Regions from separate parts of the Mus musculus genome. Here regions 1, 3, 4 and 5 are each linked to region 2. Evidence: chromatin contacts called from public promoter capture Hi-C data. All regions are on one chromosome and are shown on one strand. The core of a region is the stretch at or near the end of the contact, and the rest is flanking DNA. Distances in the headings are between cores, read along the strand shown.

The links. Promoter capture Hi-C pulls out the DNA fragments that hold promoters and counts their contacts. Capture Hi-C pulls out chosen DNA fragments and counts their contacts.
Region 1: a promoter capture Hi-C map of hippocampal neurons shows a contact between it and region 2, with 3 times the contacts expected there. The contact joins the promoter of 4930557J02Rik here to the promoter of Htt in region 2. A contact is called at or near these places in 8 of 39 promoter capture datasets (the 3T3-L1 cell line, embryonic stem cells, frontonasal cranial neural crest and 5 more) and 1 of 9 other capture datasets (embryonic stem cells).
Region 3: a contact with region 2 is called in a promoter capture Hi-C map of hippocampal neurons, with 3 times the contacts expected there. The contact joins the promoter of Nelfa here to the promoter of Htt in region 2. A contact is called at or near these places in 2 of 39 promoter capture datasets (hippocampal neurons and liver), 1 of 484 Hi-C or Micro-C datasets (neutrophils) and 2 of 115 datasets of contacts at active chromatin or transcription factors (astrocytes and memory CD8 T cells).
Region 4: a contact with region 2 is called in a promoter capture Hi-C map of adipose tissue, with 5 times the contacts expected there. The contact joins the promoter of Haus3 here to the promoter of Htt in region 2. A contact is called at or near these places in 7 of 39 promoter capture datasets (the HPC-7 cell line, cranial neural crest, hippocampal neurons and 3 more), 3 of 115 datasets of contacts at active chromatin or transcription factors (cardiomyocytes, memory CD8 T cells and microglia) and 3 of 9 other capture datasets (adipose tissue, liver and macrophages).
Region 5: a promoter capture Hi-C map of liver shows a contact between it and region 2, with 2.6 times the contacts expected there. The contact joins the promoter of Letm1 here to the promoter of Htt in region 2. A contact is called at or near these places in 1 of 39 promoter capture datasets (liver), 1 of 115 datasets of contacts at active chromatin or transcription factors (astrocytes) and 2 of 9 other capture datasets (adipose tissue and liver).

Annotation. Positions count from the first base shown.
Region 1 is chr5:34,117,408-34,120,107 of GRCm38.p6, reverse strand. 4930557J02Rik (RIKEN cDNA 4930557J02 gene) reads right to left here and starts at 1,368. Exons shown (of 4, transcript NR_040703.1): 1 at 987-1,368; 2 at 473-901. It overlaps Poln (DNA polymerase N), which reads left to right. Exons shown (of 25, transcript NM_181857.4): 6 at 1,110-1,222.
Region 2 is chr5:34,760,399-34,763,098 of GRCm38.p6, reverse strand. It overlaps Htt (huntingtin), which reads right to left and starts at 1,359. Exons shown (of 67, transcript NM_010414.3): 1 at 990-1,359. The coding sequence starts at 1,192.
Region 3 is chr5:33,934,934-33,937,633 of GRCm38.p6, reverse strand. It overlaps Nelfa (negative elongation factor complex member A, Whsc2), which reads left to right and starts at 1,363. Exons shown (of 11, transcript NM_011914.3): 1 at 1,363-1,608. The coding sequence starts at 1,399.
Region 4 is chr5:34,168,172-34,170,871 of GRCm38.p6, reverse strand. It overlaps Haus3 (HAUS augmin-like complex, subunit 3), which reads left to right and starts at 1,448. Exons shown (of 5, transcript NM_146159.1): 1 at 1,448-1,482; 2 at 2,429-2,700. The coding sequence starts at 2,559. Poln (DNA polymerase N) reads left to right here and starts at 1,346. Exons shown (of 25, transcript NM_181857.4): 1 at 1,346-1,482.
Region 5 is chr5:33,781,302-33,784,001 of GRCm38.p6, reverse strand. Letm1 (leucine zipper-EF-hand containing transmembrane protein 1) reads left to right here and starts at 1,285. Exons shown (of 14, transcript NM_019694.2): 1 at 1,285-1,528. The coding sequence starts at 1,450.

The DNA.
Region 1 (2,700 bases), core at 119-2,618, 640 kb after region 2:
ACTTTAGCCAGCCTGTATTTCTCCCCATGAGAAGGCAGGGTAGCCATTAGATCACTTCATCCTAGATGTATCCTTCAGCATGTGCCAGGGAGGTCCCCATATTCCATTTTCTACCATTCTTAACTTCTTCATTCTCATTCTTGTGTCCCTTATCAGTTTTACCTAAGCCAAGACCCAGTGCTGTTGGCACTTTGACCTCCCTACCATTTTGGTCTCCTGTTCTAACAAATCAAGGCCAAGCCACATAACTTTCAAAGCACTATACAGTGTCTATCAATGGAGCCAGGCAAGCAAAATCCACCTATACACCATCACTCAGTGTGCATGTCTACTGGACTCCTGGTTTCTTCCTTTCTTACCCCATCAAAGAGCTCTTTTTAATGTATTGTACTTTTTCCATAAAGAGGAACTTGGGCTTAGTGGTTTAGGGCTTCTGGCAGTAGCAAGATACAGTATCAGAACCCAACCTTACCATCTATTTGGTGTGACATATCTGAATCCAAGTCTCTTCATCTTCATACTGGATGGAGTGCCTGCCTTGTAGTAGTGTGACTAAGTTTCAGTGTGGCAACCTTGTGAAATGGTAGCCTGGTATCTGCTATGATAAATGTTAACTGTTATCCCAGATTCAGAAGTTCATAAGGTGATGGAAGAAGCTGCAGTTTAGCACGTGTGGGTCCTTCTGTGAAAGGTGTGTGGGTAGGCTGCTTGCCCAGAACATCTCTTGAGCAGGTTGCACAAGTTGTGGGTGGAGAAGAGTAGACATGCAAGAGCATATGCCATCCTCAGCAGTGTGGGTAGGAGTGGCACCGTGCAATGGCAGAAGGAAAGACCTGGCATGCCGAGAGGTGGAACACTTGGAGGCTTGGACCAGGTCCAGTGTGTGTATTCTGCACAGGAGCTTCAGGAGTAGAAGCTTTTCTCAGAGATGAGCCCTGAGTCAAAGCTTCACAGTGTATGAAATACACATAAGAAGTAATGCCCACCTCATAGGATTCACTAGTTAATCGAGGTGTGTATATACTACATAAGGATAGATAGAATTTGATATTACAATATTTTTCCAAGACCCAAATTACTATCTAAATGGTGAATTTTCTTTTGTTTAGGAACATACTGTTTTGGACACTGAGGTGTAAATGTCCCGTTGTTTGTTTTAATGCCAAGGACTTTGTGAGAACAGTGCTGCAGCTCTATGGTGAAGATGGCAGTTGGAAGCATGGTAAGTCACCATTCTCATTGTCTCTAAGACTTAGAAAAGTGGTCAGGCCACCATGTCACCTGCTCCAAGGGCTCTTGGCCACACAGACACTGCTTCTTCACCTGCCATGGACACTTCCCCTCCTATGTCTGGACTCTTCTTATATTTGTACCAGTTTATACTCCTTTAGTGTAAAGAATGACCGCTGAAACACAGTCACAATGGGCTTTGTTGTTATCATCAATGGATACAGATACTAAGATCTACAACCCAGAGAGTACCAAACAAGACAGTATAAAGGGTAGGGAATAGCTGCTATATGCCTTTAATCTCAGTACTCAGAAAGCAGAGGCTAGAGGGTCTCTAAGTTTGAGGCCAGCTTGGTCTACAGAGAGAGTTCTAAAATAGCCAGGACTTCACCAAGAAACCCCATCTTGAAAAATGAGAGAGAGAGAGAGGTAGAGAGAGAGAGAGAGATAGAGAGAGAGAGAAAGACAGAGAGACAGAGACAGAGAGAGACAGAGAGACAGAGACAGAGAGACAAAGACAGAGCGACAGAGAGAGCGAGCGAGCATTGTCAGGTATGGGTTCCATTTCATGGAATGGGACTTAAATCCAATATAAAAGTACTTTCAGAACCTTTTTGCCACTATTGTATCAGAATATCTTGTAGTCATGCCGCTATTGTAGGTAACAGGGTTTATAGCTGGGTGATATTAGCAATTGTCTTTAACCCTTGTCAGGGGGCAGAGTAATTATGAACACGTAGGGGTTAAGCTTCTGGTTTGGCACCAGCTGGACTTCTTCACATTCAGTAACATAAATATATGTTGTTTGCAACAGTAGGGCTTTACCACCTTACGGTGGAAAACAGTCATGGCCTTGGTAATAGTCTCTGATGTTTGGAGGGATTCCATGGGACCCCTTTGGCCAACAACTCAAAAATATATAGCTTTTTCCTGGCACTGGAAATTTTACTTGGTGGCATTATATGGTGATTCCATTTAGATTCATTCCATATATGCCTATATTAGGAAGCTTCTACAATAGTGGGTTTCCATATGACTTTTCAAATGCCTTTAGTGTTAGGTGTACCTCTCATAGTCCCTACTTAACTTGGATCTTCCATCCTCTGTCCCATCGAATCCTTCTGGTTTAGTTCCCCTTCTCCCCACAGCACTATATTGTATTTCCCCTTTCTTGGAAGATCCTCTCTATCCCACTGACCTTACCTAATGTCTGTAGTTATTTGAATTTTAGTACACATATCAAAAGCTTAAAAACTTAACATCCACATATAAGAGGAAACATGTAGTATTTGTCTATTTTGGGTCTGGCTTATTCACTTGGGAATTTTTTTCTCTATCTCTATCCTTTTAACCTTCAGATTTCAAATTTTCACTGGTTTTTAAACAACTGAATGATATTCCATTGTGTAAATGTGCCATAGTTTCATTTTCCATTTATCAGTAGATGGACATCTTGGCTGTTTCCAATTT
Region 2 (2,700 bases), core at 110-2,609:
CGTCTCTTTTCTCTTAGAGCACTGTGACTCATGGTCTCTCTTCTGTTTCAATATTCTCTCCAGTCACAAGCAGCTAGCTTCCAAAGATCTATAAGATGTCAGCAAAGAACTAAACAGGAACTTTTACTGGCACAAAGTCAGAGTCAGAGTGGCCTATGTTCTAAAACAAGCCTGTCTGCAACACTAGTAAAATTCATTCCCCGGTGAAAACTGAGCACCACCAATGTATCCGTTTTATATAGAACAAAAAATCGATAGGCAGTTAAGTATAAGTCGACTCTTTCATATATATGCACACATATAGTTTTTTATTAATAATCACACCTAAGTAACTCACCATGTACTTGACAAATACAACTCATCCAACTGCCTGCAGACACACAGAAGCACACCTCTCTGGCTATGCTTAAAACCTGGTTTAACTACACTACACCACAAACTAAATGAAACGCCAGGAGAGTACGAAGTGCCTCGAGTCACAGGCTGCTTCAAGTGTCACTTGGAAAAAGAATATCCCATTGGATGCGTTCACACTCCCCCGCCCTCAGCACTCCCGCCGAGACCTCCTAAAAGCATTATGTCATCCACTACCCGCACATCTCTCACGCTGTCCTGCACTCCCAGCTCTTAGGCCTGATGAGGAGGTAACCCTAGAGATCTCTGCCTCTCCAAGTTCTCTTCACAACAGTCATGTGCGCCACCGCCCCAGTTTCTCCAGAAGAGAGAAACAAGTTCGTTCCCTAACTTCGCAAACTGGGAACGGCGAAGGCACTGGAGTCGTGACGCCCCTCAGCGAGTCCCTGGCTGGCCTGACCCGGCTCTGTCTCCTCTGAGGGAGGCCAGAGACCCCGCAAGACGAGGGCCCGGGCCGGGAAAGCCTGGCCTCAGGGAGGTACCGCGACCCTCTGGACAGGGAACAGTGTTGGCCATGCCCAGCACGCAGGCCAGGGGCGCGGGGCCCGGGCGGGAGCTGCGGCGCCCGGACTCACGGTCGGTGCAGCGGTTCCTCTGCCGGACCTGGCAGCGGCGGTGGTGGCGGCGGCGGCTGCCCCTGAGGCGGCGGCTGAGGGGGTTGAGGCGGAGGCGGCGGCGGCGGTGGCGGCGGCGCCTGCGGCGGTGGCTGCTGCTGCTGTTGCTGCTGAAACGACTTGAGCGACTCGAAAGCCTTCATCAGCTTTTCCAGGGTTGCCATGACGGCTTCCTGCCCGATGGGACAGACCCTGAAGACTTGGAGCCTACTGGCACTACGCGGCGCCACTTAGCAGCAAGGCAATGAATGGGGCTCTGCGCGGCAGGCAGAAGCGGAACCAAGGCGCTCAGCCATCTTGGGCCCGTCCCGGCAACCCTCGCGGCGAGTGCGTCCCGTGACGTCATGCCGGCGGAGACGAGGCCACGCCAGACCCGCAGAATTGACAGGCGGATGCGTCGTCCTCTTTCCCGAAGTCAGGACGCAGGCCTGCGGGGCCTCTGCTAGTTTAAGACTCTCCGCCCCGCCGATGTGGCCCCGCCCCTTCCCGCAAAAGCCAGCCCCCCTTAGTGAAGAGGGCCAAGCAAGAGGATGAGGTGGGCGGGGCGGGCTGCTAGATGAGGGACGGAGCTGAGCGGAGAGTGGGCTTTAGGGCGGCTCCCTGGCACCAGCGATAGAAAAGAAGTGAGGAGGTGGGCAGAGGAGTTGGGGAGACCCGGAAGGAAGAAAAGGTTGGAAAGGGGAATGACAGCGAAGAAATTTTCCTGCGTAAAGCCACCCTACACCTGGAGTCACCGGGAAAGCGATTGTGGAGCTCGGAACCCGAAACCCAAAGCAGCTCTCTCTTCCACAAGCCAGGTGGTGGCCTGAGCTTCCCGAACGCAGCGTGCTGGGAGCTCCCTGCAATGAGAAGGGAACCAGAGTGACCTGTATTCAGGACCAAAGAACCCTTTATGATCCGTGGACCCCGAAGCCCCAGAAGTGTCTGCAGTAGAGAAGGCTGAGAAAGGGTTTCAAGCAGGCAGCGAAGGCTGAGAAAGGGTTTCAGGCAGGCAGCAGTAGTTACTGTCCAAAGAAAGGCTGTGTTTCATGCAACTTTGGTCACACACTCTACATTGAGACACGGACCCTGGAAAGTGCTGTGGCAACCAGCCAGGACCTACAAGGGGTCTCATTGCCACCAGCGCTGAAGTCCTTGTCTCTAGAGCCTCCATCTCCCAAAGGTGAGCAATTAAAGCAGGAAGCTGAAAATGGTGTGGATACACCCAAGCTGCCCCTGCAGTCTGCCCAGCAAAAAGTGTTGGCTTCAACCGGGCATGGTGGTGCATGCCTTTAATCACAGCACTTGTAGAATGCTTTTTGAGTAGCATGCACGAAGCTCTGAGTTCAATCCCTGCATTTTATAAACCAGGGGTGGTAATCATGTACTCTGCAGGTAGAACGAGGATCAGGAGTTCCAGGTTTTCCTTGGCTTCATAGTGAATTCAAGTCAGCATGGGCTGTATCAGAACTTGTCTCAAAAGAAAAAGGAAAAGGAAAAAGCCAAGCAGTGATAGAACACACCTTTAATCTCAGCAGTCTGGAGGCAGAGGCAGGCAGATCTCTGAGTTATAGGTCAGCCTGTTCTACAAAGTGAGTTCCAGGACAGCCAGAGCTACATAGAAACCCTGTCTCAAACAAACAAACAAAACCGTTCCGGCTTCAGAAAAAGCTGTCTGGAGGTGATCCATGCA
Region 3 (2,700 bases), core at 114-2,613, 830 kb after region 2:
AGCAACATTTTTTTTTTCCAAGACAGGGTTTCTCTGTGTAGCCCTGGATGTCCTGGAATTCACTCTGTAGACCCGGCTGGCCTCGAACTCAGAAATCCACCTACCTCTTCATCCCAAGTGCTGGGATTAAAGGTGTGTGCCACCACCACCAGGCAAGTCTGAGTAACTTAAAGTGTCAGGAAAGACCACTCCACTACAGCTGTCACCAAATGCTGGATACCTGAGGCTCCCAGTCCCTTGAATCAGGCAATTCCACAGTCTCTTCTGTCAATAGTTGTTAATATAACCATGGGAAGTGGCCTAGTGAGTCTTATGCCTTTCCAAGTTTCCTCAGGCTTGTACATTTAATTACCATGCTAAGTCTTAAGAGCTGCTCTCCCCTCTTCATGAAATATTTCAATTAGGAGAAAACAATTTACATTTAGTTATATATTTTCATTCTGTGGCTCAAAATGGACTCAAACCCTCCTATCTGAGCTCAAATTCCAGGAATTACAGACATGAACCACCACTCCCAGGATACTTAGTGTTTTAAGAGATTCGTTTCACTATTTTGCACAGGATGGCCTCTACCTCCTCGGCCCAACCGATCCTTTTCAATCTCCTAAATATCTGTGACCAGAGTCGTGCCCTACTGCCACTTTTGCTGACACTGCCTTGTGAGTGGCCTAGGGCTTTAATCCCAGTACTTGGGAGGCAGAGGTAAGTGGATCTCGGAATTTGAGGCCAGCTTGGTCTACAGAGTGAGTTCGAAGGATGGACAGAACTACACTGTCAAGTTCTGATAAAGAGAGACACTACAGGGTGAATTTAGGCTTCTCAGCAGCTGTGGAGGATCAGCCTTTGAAAGACCGTACTCTGAACTACTTTGCAATTGCCCTGATGATTAACCACAGCCATCGCGACCACATAACCATGGGAAATGGCCTAGTGACATCCCCGACACGGAACGGACCTGTATGCGGACCTGAGGCAGCACTGTATGCAGGACGGGCAAGGGCCATTCAAGACTGTCTGTGGAGAACGAGCCCAGCGCGCTCTCCGGACTCCTTCCAATGAGCCGCACACCGGGAAACCAAACTGTTGCGCCTCACTGCGGTACTCTGAGCGGAACATCTCGACGACACACGGATGCGACTCAAATGGCTACGGCATTGCCCGGCGCCCTAGTAGGTGCCGCCATCATGCGTTACGGAAACCCAGAGTTCTTTTCGCGGAGACTCACCGCCCACTCCCTGTTCTTGCGCCTCGGCTCGAAGCCTCCAGAAGGCGGGGCCATTTGCAGTTGCACTCGAGACCCCGCCCCGCGCCAACGGGTGCCGCCATGTTGGGGGTCCTCGCCGGGGACACGTAGGCGTCCGCGTAAGATGCCGGCCGACGCGCGCTGCCGCCGCCAAGATGGCTTCCATGAGGGAGAGTGACACCGGCCTGTGGCTGCACAACAAGCTGGGCGCCACGGACGAGCTGTGGGCGCCACCCAGCATCGCGTCCCTGCTCACCGCCGCGGTCATCGATAACATCCGCCTCTGCTTCCACCGCCTCTCCTCGGCCGTGAAGCTCAAGCTACTGCTCGGGACGCTGCATCTCCCGCGCCGCACCGTGGACGAGGTGAGGACGCGGGCCAGCCTCTCTCCGGCCGGAGCACCGCTCCTGCCTCCCGCCGGCTCCGGCGCCGCACCTTGCCCTTCTCCCGCCGGCCGCGCGCAGCTCCGTTTTGGCGCCGTTAGCCCCTACACCTTAGTACTTCCAGCCGCTGGGCGCTGTCGCGTTCGGGGGTCGTGGGGCCATGGCCACAACAGCCAGGCCCGCCCCTTCCGCAGTGCTGGATGCTTCAGCTCCGAAGCTACTCTTGGTTCGGGGCTGTTAGTGCAACTTTCCATGTGACTGCTGACCTTAATTTTGTTGCTTTTGCCTTACCAAATATCAGTCGGCTTGCGTTCATCTCTATTCTGTGGCGTTTTGTTTTGTTTTTGTTTTTTGAGACAGGGTTTCTCTGTATAGCTCTGGCTGTCCTGGAACTCACATTGTAGACCAGGCTGGCCTTGAACTCAGAAATCCGCCTGCCTCTGCCTCCTGGGATTAAAGGCGTGCGCCACCACGCCCGGCTATTCTGTGGCTTCTTTTCAGTGTACTCTTGTTCCACATTGCATCTCTCTAACTTATACTATGCTTTGCAAATACATACGCAAATAATATATGTATAGTTTCACTGTGTAGCCCAGGTTGATCTCATACTTGGTATCCTCCAGTCTCAATCTCTGGAGGTCTGGGCCACTACATCTGATAGCAGCTAAAAACACCGAGTTACCTTAGTTTTTAAACATTTCCAGTTATTGTATTATTTTTATATCATTAATTTTTATTGCTGCACTATACCATATACACAAAACTGCATATTTATTCGGTTTAAAAAATACTGAGAGCTAGCTAAATGACTCCTGTTATCTCCACACATGAAAACAAGGCTGGTCCCTCCAAAGCACCTCCATTCCTCTTTCCTGCAGGAGGCTTTTTTTTTTTTTTTTTGGTTTTATTTTGGCAGGGTTATCAATCGTGTGTGCATTCCTAGCACACACGAGTATTTGGGGTTTGCCTCATTTGAATTTAATACGGCAACAGGTTTCCACGTTATATTCATTTTCCGTGTGGTGTGGGTGTGTCTTCTGTTGGTAAACACCTGGACAGATTCATCCAAGTTGT
Region 4 (2,700 bases), core at 199-2,698, 590 kb after region 2:
AGTACTGCCTGCACTTCCTCTGGCCAAAACCCACTCAACGCCAGCTCCCTGCTGAGCCCCTACCTCCAGTTTGGCATCTGGGGTCCTCTTGGGCCAGTCCCCTGATGTCCTAACCACATTAGGCACCATTCTAAGAACTTTTCCCCTGTACTGTTTGTTTTTATTTACTTTCCGGTTTTATTGACCTTCAAAAGGAGGATAAAAGTTAAATAAGAATTAATAGGAAATGTCTTCAACTCAAATTTAAATGATCTGCTTAGAACATTAGTTTTTCTCTCTTTGAAAACATGAATATCTGGGCATGGTGATTCATACCTGTGGCCCCAGCACTTGGAGATGCTAAAGTAGGATCTTGAGTTGAAGCCCAGCCTGGGTAGAGAAGCAAATCCTTGTCTCACAAAACAAATAAGCCCAGGGAAAAAGATCCAGAAAGAATTCTACCTAGTAGCAACTAGACTAGACCCTTGTCTGATACATCACCCTATTTATGATTAGAAGAGGGGAATACTATTTTTTTAATGATCAAAGCCCAGATCTTGTGAATTTATATATCATCTTACAAGAGAGTGGTTAAGTTGCAAATGCTGTCTGATAGAAAAAAATGAACAGATTATGACCCATACAGACAAGTTGTTACCAATGCCAACTGTAACTCCAAAGATCAGTTTTCTGGGACCATAGGACATTAACTAGGCTTGCATCTGAGTTCAGCATTCTGTCTTTCATTGAATGACGGCGGGCATCCTCAGAATGTCTGTACTTCTGAGTTAAATGCATTCTAAAACTGATGTATTTTACACCTTGACATTTTGAAGATGGGATCTTGGAGGGAGTCAGCTTTTGCTTGGAAGTCATCGAGGCCTTGGGAGTTAAGTGATTTTTGTTAAATAACCATTGTAAAAGATTCTATAGCCAACAATCCTACCCTGCAAGAGACCTGATAGGGTCCCAGCTGCTTGTTATTAGCACCAACGCTGGATCACCCTACCAGTGGTGGTGGTAAGAGCTGTTGGGGGAAGAAGGGGTCTGTTCGGCCTCAAACTTCCGGTCCCCTAGTGGTGTCACAGACCGCAAGCCATTCTTAGGACAGGAGGCCTAACTGAACTAGAGGGCCAAATGGCCAAGGCAACAAAGCAGCCGGAAGAGACCCAGACTCCAACTCCCGAGCGGGGGCGGGGTGGGGCGGAGCGAGGGCAGAGCCTATAGTGAGAAAACCAATCCTCTTGAGCCTAGCGGGAAGGACGGCGGGCCAGAGGCGGGGCTAAGGGGCGGTGCGTCCGTCAGGAAAGCCAATCACTTTACCCCGGCTCGTTGAAGGGGGTTGGTCTGCGGGTCCTCCTTCGCTTTCTCCGGGATACCTCGCCGCCTGCGCTGACTTTACGGATGTTGTAATCTGCGCGTGCGCGTCCTGGCACTCCCGTGAGGCACTGCGGCGCGCGCGGTTGGAGGCTGGCAGAGAGCAGTGACTGCGGCTTTCCTGAGGTAAGGGTCTTGTAAGTTCGGGGTTGGCGGGGCCGCCGCTACCCTCCTACAGCCTGCTTGAGGCATCGATAGAGGTCGCTGGGCCCAGGCGCGGGGTGTGCGGGGAGGCTGAGGCTTTGTGCCAGAGGTGGGGGCGGAGGTACGTGGCCGGTCATCCGGCTGGGGTTGGTAGCTTTATTTTTCGGATACTGCGGATAAAACCCAAGGCCTCAATCATACGAGGCAAACGTTAAACCGGAAATACACACTTATCTGTTACCCAGCTTTTAAAAACAGCAATTTGGTACTTTTGTGGGCGTGTTTTATTAGAGCTCTTAAGTGTCATAACTGGATACTCAGAAACAAACCAAAACCAACCCAGAGAGTTTGCTACCAGAGTGTCAAATACATCGTGATTTTAAGACCTGCCATTGTCACTGACCTAAGTTTGGTTCAAGTCGTGGTTCATTGTGTTCTATTCGAAATAAAACTTCTTACTTGATGATTGATGGGTACTTTGAAACTTGTCAATTTGTCCTGGTTTTCTCTGCGTTAGACTGGTTATATCTATAGATTGAGTCCTTTGAGACTGATGGAACGCTGATTGAAGTAAATATTTAGTTGATTCTTCCTTAGAAAGGTAGGCATATTTCTTTTTCCTAACTAGAAACTACAGGGGAAACAGCTATTTTACAAAATGTAATTTATTTTAAGTAATTTCATCATTGGGAAAAAAAATCAGTTTTTTTTTATTGTTATATCTTCATTAATTAGATTCTTCATTACTGTTGTAGTGTCCTAAGCAACACCCTGATTGCTTCTGTTTTGCTTTGTCTTTGTCAGATATTGCACGTGCATCTGCTTTTAACTTAAGTAGTCTCCTGATGTCATCTGATAAAATGATCTGTATATTTAAAATTCATTTGCCTTGTTCATGGTCTAATACTTGTGTTCTTTCCCCCACTAGGAAAACACATTATAGATTGTATTTTTTTTCCTTCTTCTATGGACTTAGCGTAAATATGTTTTTTTCTGTTTGAACTTAGTTTAAAAAAATAGATTCATATCAAATATTTAAAAACAGGAGTAGTTAAACCATGAGTTGTGGAAATGAGTTTGTGGAAACATTGAAAAAAATTGGTTATCCCAAAGCTGATATTCTTAATGGAGAAGATTTTGACTGGCTCTTTGAGGATGTTGAAGATGAGTCATTCTTGAAATGGTTTTGTGGGAATGTGA
Region 5 (2,700 bases), core at 36-2,535, 980 kb after region 2:
AAGGTGGAATCTCAGGGTTGTTTTGATTTGCATTTCCCTGATGATTAAGGATGTTGAACATTTCTTTAGGTGCTTCTCAGCCATTCGGTATTCCTCAGTTGTCATTACTACTTTGGCTTGGCTTTGCTTTCCTCCTCCTCCTCCTCTTTGGTCAGGCAAGTGTTCTTATTGGTGGAAGTTTCTCAGCTTGGCTAAGAAACTTCAGTTCTTTGGTTTAGGTCATCAGCCCTTTCAGGGAATCCCTACACTTGACTTAATTCTGTATCTGATGCCCACAATGTACATTACCGTGTGCACAAGAGAGGTTCCAAACGTCTTAGGAGATTCTCTGCCACCTGAGTCCTGAGATAGGGATTCTGGCCTACACTGGCCCAGCTTTTAGGTTCTGATTCAGAAAATGACCAGATAGGTTACTTCTTCCCAATGGGCTGTGCTGGGATACTAGTGAAGCGTCCTCGCTGGGAGCCAGCTGGAATTAGGACTTGAGCACCTGTTCATCAGAAAAAAAAAAAATGCATTAACCTCATACTGAAGATCTTCACCTACTATTCTGAGTTCACTCCCACAGGAACGTAGAAGGAACGGAAAAGGCATTCCACAAAGGCAGGAGGTGGAAAGCAGTGAGGGAAGTCTCCAGGAACGGTCTGGTGTCCCTGGGTCGGGATACAGATCTGTGGAGAGGGTGGCTGCTCTGGAGCACCAGAGTGTGTATAGTCCTGGGTTTCCACAATCCTGAAGCCTGCCATTCCAGCCACCACCCTTTAAAGAAGAGGATGCTGCCAGGTCTATTTTGGAGTGGGCAGGGGTGGCTGTGAGCTACCATAGAGGGGACCTGCCAGGAGTGCAGCCCACTACTAAGGTTGCTCGTCCTGACGCGAAGCAAGGAGGTGGGACCAATTAACAGCCTCGCAGAGTTATGTTCCCTACCCACCACCCTTCCTTAAAGTCCCATGAGCCATCTGCTATGGGCTAGTATAATATAGGGCTTAGTAGTTATGAAAATAGATGCCAGTTCTTTTGCCGCCTCTGTGCCCGCAGCCCCAAATCAGAAGCTAGGCACTGCTAAGATGCAAGAGGAACTCCAGATAGATCTGAGCTCATCAAGAAAACCCAAGACTCGGCGCACGCTGGGACTTGTAGTCGGGAGAGGCAAGCCTCCCGGATGCACGCTGGGCCTTGTAGTCTGTTGGGCGGGCTCGCCCCTCACCTGGCCAGGGCGGGTGCCGCAGGGCCAATGGGAGCCGTGCCGGCCAGGCCTGTTCCGCCCCGCGCCTACGGACGTTTGTGCCGGGACATGGCCGCTGCGGATGCCGGGTCCTTGAGCTGAGCGCTTGCTGCCGGAGCCAACCTCTGCCGTCAACCGTCCGCGCGGGCTGGGCCCAGGCGCCGGGACGGCCAAGATCCGCCGAGGAAGCTGAGGCAGCTATAGAACGCCGCCGCGGCGGGCGCATGGCGTCCATCTTGCTCAGGAGCTGCCGGGGCCGGGGGCCTGCCCGCCTCGCGCCACCTCGGGCCGCCTCCCCGCGGGGTAAGCTGGTGCTGCGCAAACGACCTGTTGTGGGCGACCGGGAGCCAGCGCGGGACGCCCCCTTCCGTGCCCCGAGGCAGCGCGGCAATGACAAGCACCGGGCCGCTCTGAGCCGCTTGTGCTGGACAGCTTCCTGTGACCTTAGTTGCCCAGGTCGCCGCAGGTCACTGCTGCCGACCGAGGCGCTGAGAAAGTTCCTTAGGGCCGTGGCTTCCCTGCCGCTCCCCTCGAAGATGAATCGAGCCCTGTCCTGCCCTTTGGCCAGTTCAGGCTTGGAAGCCAGAACTCTGGGACAAGGAGATTGGGTTGTGGTTGATGCCAGCTTAGTGGGCCACTCCCTGGGGTGGGGTGGCTGATGACCGTGCTTTCCAAGGAAACTTATATGTGTCCTATTTGTAAGGTTGAAACAGCCTGTGAGAGTGGGACCCAAGACCTTATGGTTTCTTGGTAGAAGTACAGTTCTTGTCACCTTAACAGTATTGGAGAGTCGGGTATGGTGTGGAGCCAGGCATGGGGGCACACACCTTTACCCCCAGCACCCTGGAAACAGAGGCATGTGAATCTCTGAACTCCAGACCATTTAAAATTTCAGGCCAGGCAGGGCACAAGATCCAGTCTTAAAAACAAACAGCAAAACCAGTTAGGATGCGTGGAAAGAGCAGAGTGTCCCTGGGTTTGGTGTGGTTTTTCAAGCTGTCTCTGCTATAAGCGCTGTCTACCTGTTGACTTGTTCAGGATACCATAATGTACTTCTGCCTTTTCTTATTTCTCTGGCATGTTTATGGCTTTCAAATTAGTTGATATTGTGTGTGTGTGTTATTATTCCAGGCACAAGAATGTTTTCTTTAGTTAACCCAGTTCCCTTGGAACAAAAATGCTGCTTCCCTGACAGTGGTTAGACTCCTGTCAGCTGGTTAGATGTGGAACAATAGAGCATTACTGGGTAGCAAGCCCCTGCTCTCCCTGTAATGATGTGCCCAGAGCCAACAGGCACAGGATGGACATCCTGACTTTTTAGTCTTAGAGGATAAATTGAGGCCAACTTTGTATCAAAGTGTTCTTTATTCTTGAGTACTTACCTTCTTCTTCACTTTTGTGTGACATACTTTATTCTGATTTTCTCGTTATATTTTTCCATGGCACCACATTACATTTGTCCTTTTGGCTCTTCA